2 separate regions of the Mus musculus genome follow, and region 2 is linked to region 1. The links are chromatin contacts, called in public HiChIP or PLAC-seq maps. All regions are on one chromosome and are shown on one strand. Each heading gives the region's core, a stretch centred on a gene start, on an enhancer-like site or on the middle of the called end of the contact. The rest is flanking DNA. Distances are from core to core; before and after follow the strand shown. Region 1 overlaps Wwtr1 (WW domain containing transcription regulator 1). Region 2 has its middle 12 kb from the start of Mir6377.

Evidence for each region. HiChIP or PLAC-seq counts read pairs in DNA pulled down with a chosen protein or histone mark.
Region 2: a contact with region 1 is called in an H3K27ac HiChIP or PLAC-seq map of heart atrium, with 7 read pairs. The contact joins two enhancer-like sites. A contact is called at or near these places in 3 of 484 Hi-C or Micro-C datasets (the HL-1 cell line, embryonic fibroblasts and uterus), 2 of 115 datasets of contacts at active chromatin or transcription factors (fibro-adipogenic progenitors and heart atrium) and 1 of 9 other capture datasets (embryonic stem cells).

The regions. Positions count from the first base shown.
Region 1 is chr3:57,504,200-57,507,860 of GRCm38.p6, forward strand. All of the region lies in intron 2 of Wwtr1 (WW domain containing transcription regulator 1), which reads right to left. Among named protein-coding and RNA genes, the nearest start is that of Wwtr1, 70 kb to the right of the region's middle. Within about 2 kb of position 1,997, at least 10 of the 459 cell types and tissues checked have an H3K27ac peak or open chromatin away from gene starts, as enhancers often do. A contact at or near this core is called in heart atrium, where this site is marked.
Region 2 is chr3:57,602,983-57,606,643 of GRCm38.p6, forward strand. No RefSeq gene overlaps it. Among named protein-coding and RNA genes, the nearest start is that of Mir6377, 12 kb to the right of the region's middle. Within about 2 kb of position 1,804, at least 17 of the 459 cell types and tissues checked have an H3K27ac peak or open chromatin away from gene starts, as enhancers often do. A contact at or near this core is called in heart atrium, where this site is marked.

The DNA of each region.
Region 1 (3,661 bases), core at 747-3,246:
AACACTGAGCCTCCTCTCTTCCCTTCTAAACAAGCGGGTACTGGCTTGTGAATATAGTGGGACCTAGAGCGTCCTGGGCAAAGCTGGCATATGAAGTGGTAGTTAATGCTTTCCAGCTCCCATTCCTTTGCAAGGAGGGTAAAGCCTCTGGTGTGGACACTCCTGCCTCATCCAGATGGATCCGACCCAATGATAACTAAGGCTGAAGGGCCTGGGACTCACACAGTGTTTTGGTAAACTCTGAAGGAAGCCCACCCTTCCAAATCTACAACCAGCCATCACCTTTTTGAAGAGTTTTGTTCCCAGATCTGCTAATTGTGCCTTTCAGTGTCTTCTCCAAGCCTCCAATAAAAGAGCAGCTTTACTGAGAAGCCTGATAGCTAAGCTGCCATCAGCGAGGCTGCTGTGCAAGGGTTAGGAAGTCCAGTGGTCTTCTCGAATTCACACACAGCAATAAAAACTACCCACAAAAAATTGGCTATGAACGGAGACAATGCCTTTGTAAACCATATCTTGTCACACTGTCAAAGGGTTGGATACCTGTCCCTGGCTTATGTGATTTCTTTCCCATCTAAATGCAAAAGCTCAAGGAAAACTATATTGGTCACAAGGCTAACCACAGTGTTCAAGATTTAATTTGAAAACTAACTTCTCCTATCATTAAGTGATTTAGAGACTTCAGCATTGGCTCCCCTCACCCAGCTCCCAGCCCCAAAAGATGCTATTCCCTGTCTCATCCCTGGCTGCCTCTATTAATATGACTGAGTCACTTCCCTTCTCCTGTTTCTCAGTGTGACCACGCTGTGTGCCAAGCCGGAGAGTTTAACTAGATTAATCCCACTTCCTTTCTACTCCCACCTCCTTCCTGGCTTTATTCTCCTGCTGGGTCTACTTTAAGAAAAGGTCTTCTATTTAAAAAGTATAATCTCTTGTGGAAATTAACACCAACACATCTATATATTGTTATATCCTAAGTCTCCTTATGTTCTATATACTCTATAAATACATGCTATTTCCAAATGTAAAGGGGTTGGGGGAACTAACTGTGTATGATGACATATGCAAATAACGGGCTCATTAGTGGGGGGTTTGTTTGATTTTGTTTTGTTGTGTATTCCTATGTACATGGTTTTGTGACTGTGAGATGATTTTATAATTAACAAAGGCTAAAATACTCATGAAGGCACACACATACAAGAACAAAGGAAAAGTAATGCGCAAATATGTAGGTTGCCTGACAGCCACTACTGAAGATAAACCGTAGACTTACGCGTCAGCTGTCTTCCCCCTTTGACGAAGCTCCTTCTAACCCAAACCCCCTTCACTCCCTTAGTCTGAAGAACAGTCCTATTTCTTTCCCAAAAGAATATAAGTTCTTTGAAGCACATAAAGACAATAAAGATATAAAAAAATAGGGATGACTGAAGATACTTCATTTTGAAAGAATTCAGAAATCCTTATAGCATAGGCAAAGAACTTGATCTTCAGATATAAGCTTGGAGCCAGGTGTGGTGGCATATGCCTTTAGTCCCAACACTCCCGGCAGAGTCAGGCTAATCTCTCTAAATTCAAGGTCAGCCAAAGCTACAAACCTTGCCTCAAACAAATAAGGCAATAACAACATAAAATACATAAATGAAATGAAAAGAAAAATTACACTCCCCCCCCCATATCTTCCTGCAGTCTTAAAAGATTGGGAGTAAATGGAACCAGTCTGTTGGCCCCATGTAGTTTACAAAGAATAGCAGTTCCTAAGAGGAAGGGAAGCTTTTCTTGACAATCACAAACTTTTCCATAGACTTAAAAAACAAAATCCCTACAAAGGTTTCCCGTGACGAGCCTCGAATAGCATGTGGTGGGAAAAGCGCCCACAACAAATAAGGAAGGAGTGGCCGTTCTCCTTCCTTGGAAGGACAAACCTGTACTAGACTTCAAACCCCAGCAGGACTTGGCTCCAGAACTGGCTAGTCACCAATGAGCAGGAGCACATCCAGGGACCTGGGGTTTGCCAGCAGACAGAAAAGGCCAGCGTGCCTCTGGAAAGATTCTGGACCGGAAAGGATGGCTACTGGGAAACCGATGTGTCAAATTCTCTTCCCCGTGGATTAATACAAAACGATTCTAATTATGAGATAAAGTCTGTGGGTAAAGATTAACTACAATAAAGAGAGGAAGCACTCTTGCCCTTAGGTTACCCCTTACTTCCAAGCCTGGCCCTGCCCATGAGCCTGGGGGGACTGTCTGGTTTTCTCCTCTCCTACTGCTTTGTCCTACATATTACTTTTCCTTCAGATGAGAAAGACCATGTGCCCTCGGTCTTGATGGCTTTCCTTTCCCTTTCTCCTTTTCCTCTCCTCTCCCACTTAGATTTGTTCTATCCCAAGTCCATATGGAATCTAAATTATTCCTGGGAATAGATCTCCAAAGCCACACACACACACACACACACACACACACACACACACAAATTCGGGGCTCTCCAGAGCCACTACTACCCCTGTAACCTACTACAGACTCTTTACAATCCTAAAAGATCACAATCTTGAAATCACAACATACCTGGGAACCTGAACTTTAACACTAGCACAGACCCTGTGTCACCTAACTGAATAACCCACCCCAAACTTGGCATCCATAGCCAAAGAGATGCAAAACAAAGCCCCTATAGTAAATATGCTAAGCAAAAACACATGCAAGGAAAGCCGGTCTGTTCTAAGCATCCTAGATTATCAACAATCACTTACAGGTTTCATGATTCATGACCAGGATTCCCAAGTTCACTTATTAGTGTCAGGCATCTCCTGCTTCAAGTTCAAGGCTAACAAAGTTGACCCAACAACCAAAGTCTATATACCTACTATGCGTGATGCACAGTGCTCTGGCCAGGAATAAAAAATGAGAAGCATTTTATATATAAACAACATATACATATAGAAGCATTAAAAGCCAAGATAAACCCTTATCTGAAAAATAGAATCTACCAGCTTCTCAGTGCCCAGCAAATAAATGGTCTGGTGTTTGTGGAAGGATTTACTTGCCAGTCCTTGACCTAGTACACTTCTGTTTATGGAAGAAAGCCACATGACAATAATGTATAATGTGTTTTATATGCTGGAAGCATAGAAAGGTATAAAAATGGAAATGATTATAAGTGCCCTTATCTTTTTACTGCCCTATGCCTTTGCCCCTCTTTCTTTGATATATCAGTTTCACACTACAGTCAGGATGAGTGCTCCAATCATCAGGCCATGAAAGCCTTCCCCCTGCCCCTTTACCCACCACAACCTAGCAGGTCATAAAGATAACGGTACCCATGAGACAGGAACAATAAGGCACACTAAGGAGCAAGTCCATCGTAATGCTATTTTGATGAAGTTCCTCTTTGACCTCTTCCTTGACTCCGTCTTATTTTGGGGAGTAGAATTATTTCTCTTCCAGTGAAATGTAAACTTTTCTCATGACCATGGAACAAACTGCATGGCATACAAAAGGTTTGTTTGTTTGTTTGTTTTTAAATCTTGCAATCCCCATGACATTATAAGTCCAATTTAGATATAGATGAACTTGATTCACCGGTCCTGATTACCGCTCTCTATAACAAAGGTGTATGTTAACAGCCCCGATGTAATGTCATCTCAGCTCTTTTTTTTTTTTTTTTTTT
Region 2 (3,661 bases), core at 554-3,053, 99 kb after region 1:
GAAGTCAAGAATGCTTCTAACACAATAGAGCTGTCATGGTCCTCACAGCAATCCATAGACAAAAATAACTACCACATGCTCTAGTTACACACACTTAAGGTGAGGAGACAGGCTAGAATTCAACACTAAAACTTTTTCTTGGGTTCTTTCATGCCATTGAAAAATAATATTTATAAAGCCTTTGGGTGTGATGGTACATGCCTTTAACCCCAGCACTCAAGAGGCAAAGACAGGCGTGTATCTCTGAGTCCCAGCCTAGCCTGCTCTACAGAGCAAGTTCCAGGATAGCCCACCAGGATTTCACAGGAAAACCCTGTCTTGAAAAACCAAAACCAAACAAACAAATAAAAAGTAAACATTTCAGTCTGCCCATTAGTGATGCCCAGGTCTGCCTTTTATTTATTCATTTTTTGAGAGCATGGGTGTATGTGTGTGTGTGTGTGTGTGTGTGTGTGTGTGTGTGTGTGTGTGTGTGTGTGAGATTCTTGCCACACTGGGGATAGATCCAAAAGGCCTCCTGTGTGTTAGGCAATCATGTTAGCAGCGAGCGAGTTTTATTTCTGACCTTCTCCTATCCTTTTTTAATTAAGACAGTTGAATGAAGAAAAAAAAAAAAAAGAAAGAAAGAAATTAAATGGAAAGGAAAGCACATGACTGCTTGTAGGTATGGTAGAGGAGAGCGTTTATTATAGATATTATTTATTATTATTATTATAGAAGGGAGACAGAGCCAGAAGCAACATCTGGGAAAGCCCAGAGTGCTCATGACACTGGACCATGTGGGAAAAGGAGGAGGAGGAGGAGGAGGAGGGTGAGAGAGGATCCAAGTACAGCACCCACGGGGCCAAAGGAACAAAGGGATCAAAAGAGGAACTGAGAGGGGGTAATCAAAATATCTATATTATATAGGGAAGATCTTTTGGAGGAAGGGCAGCCCAACCCTTGGGCTCAAGAGTTCGGGGAACAGATATGCCAGCTATACCCTGTGGCAGGCAAGGACTGAGGGATGCTGGGAGAACCTGGAGGCTTTGATATGCTAACAAAGGTCCACCTTGATATGCTAAATAAGCACCTGTCTTCTCTCGTTGATTTACTCTGCTTTATTAATTATTACCCAGGGAGAGAGTGTGGAAATCAGAGGACAACCTTTGGGAGTCAGTTCCCCACTAGGGGGTCAATCAGGCTTGTGTCACAAGTACTGAGCCCTCTTCTTCACTTTTCCAACTTCTTAGAGACAGAGATTATGGGTGAACAAAAAGTATTTTATGTGTTTATAATTTGAGAGAGAGAGATCAGGAAGGGAGGAAGATCATACTAATGCTACTATAAAATAAGACTTGGTTCATTGTGCTTTTAGAAAAGTATATCTTGGCTAGCTGGCAGGAAGCTTTCTGGAAAGGAAGGTCGTGGGGCTGGGGTGGAGCTCAGTGGTAGATTACTCAGTATATGCAAAGCTCTGGGTTTGGTCCACATCATCTTGCTGGGGGTGGAGGTGCGGATGACAAAAATGAATGTATTTTAAAAAGAAAGAAAAGGAAAGCTTTTAGGGGAAGGGTCCAAAAGAAAGTGGCAATGCTTTCATTTTAATTGGCTTTCTGCTCTAATGCTCAGTGGTGTGAATGCTCAAAATGCGACAGAGTTTGCAAACTTTTATAAGTTGTCCTGGCAGCCATCTTTATTACACAAGCCAACCCCACCCCCTGCTGATTTTTCCATATTAACATACTTCCATTGTTCTCCATTGGGCCGGCAGTAACTTTAACTCTCTTCCAGATGTTTCCTGACATCAGCATTCAAGATGTGCTGGCCAGATGTCTTTAGAATTGCAGGAACTCTGTGCTGTGTATATTAGTTATGCAAATGGAAAAGTGAGGACAAGAAGCCAATATGGAGGATAAAAAGAACAAGGCAGAGACTGGGCCAAGTCTCTACTGGCACATGCACTTGAGTTAGAAAGCCAAGAGAGCAAGCTGTCTTTGATCAAAAGCCTCTAGCAGTCTACTGTCCATATTGAGGGGTTAGTGTCCTCAGTTTCCAGGTCAGGCCTGAGGTTCTGGAAGCTTCCACCATCTATTGGGTAACCATACTGAATATTCACAGATCTAGCAACCACTCTGACCTTTGCTTTACTTTGCTAACAACAATAACATCTTCATAGATCAAAGAACAGTTTCCCCAATGTAGTCCTTAGTAAGTCAGAAGACATTTTAATGGGGAAAAGGGTACAGCAGTCAACTGACTTGAGAAAAACTTAGGCAAAGTTAAACAGGGGCTGGAGAGATAGTTCAATAGTTAAGAGCACTTGTTGCTTCTGTAGAGGACCCATGTTTGATTTTCAGCACCTACATTGTGGTTCACTGTAGGTACTCCTATTACTCTAGTTTCAGGGGATCTGGCACCTCTTCCAGCCTCTGAGGACGCCAGGCACAAACTTGGAGCACAGACGCGCACACAGGCTAAACACTCACGCAATATATATGCTTTCTGTATTATATTATATGTAATCATAACTCATTATATATTACATATATCGTTATAATAACACACACACACACACATTCCTAAGCTTTCTCAGGGCTTCTGCTGCTTGTGTGCACAGTGAAAACTTACAGTAACACTTCTCAAAGTCCCCAGGGCCCAACAGAAAATTCTAGACTAGAGGCCACATAGGTTCTTAGTGCCAACTTACACCCAAGTGAGTATCTTTGCACACCTATATTTAATCAGTCTGTCACTGAATTCACAGTTGTACTTTCTTCTGGCTCAGCTCCAGCTCAGATTTCCTGCGTTATGGGCAACATGACCTGCATTCACCGAAACTGGAATGATACAACTCTGGCCATCTTCCTTTGTCTTTGGCCCCAGGCCCTCTCCATCTATATCATTCTGCTACAAGAGGACAGTGCTCATCTTCTGGGTACTGCTGTGGGTCCATCTTCATCATCTTAAAGTGTGTAGTTCACTAATAATAAGCATATTTGATAGTTTCCAGTTAAAAGCCTACACTTCTTAGTTTCCCTTATGGCCAGAAGTGGGGACTCAAGAGGAAATACACTACAATCATTTTCCATCCTTATAAGGGTCACAGCCATCTGACTCGGAGGGCAATCTCTCATCTTCCTGCATAGCATGGGACATATGGCTCAGTTTCCTGTGGGTAACGTAATAACCTGTCATGGTGTGATCAATAAACATGGTCCTACATGTCTGAGGTCAGATGTGCCTCTCCTTTTCTGCTTTTTCATCTTTTTAAGCTAACCCCCAGCAGTTTCCATCTTGTACACTGGAGGGACTAGGCATTAGATAGATTCCCTGGGAGACCAATAGGGAGAGGTGATAAAAGTGGTCATCTCCCAAGACTTAAGGCGAAAGCTTGGCCAAGTAAACCAAAGGCCTTGCAGGTTCTTCCCGTTTTATCTTTCTTCAAACTGTCCAGTCCAATATTTGAGAGGTAGACTCTTTAGAGACATTAAAAACAAACAAGCAAACAACAAGAACAGCCCTGGAGAAGAGTCTGGATTTTCATCTTTGCAGAGGGTCCTTTTCTCTGTGCGTACTTCCTCACTCCTCTTCAGCTGCTGATTCTCTGCACTCCCATTTGAGGTGTTAGAGATTTCTCCGCTGCCTTAACCCCTACCTCTGTCCCTGGCAGAGACCATAT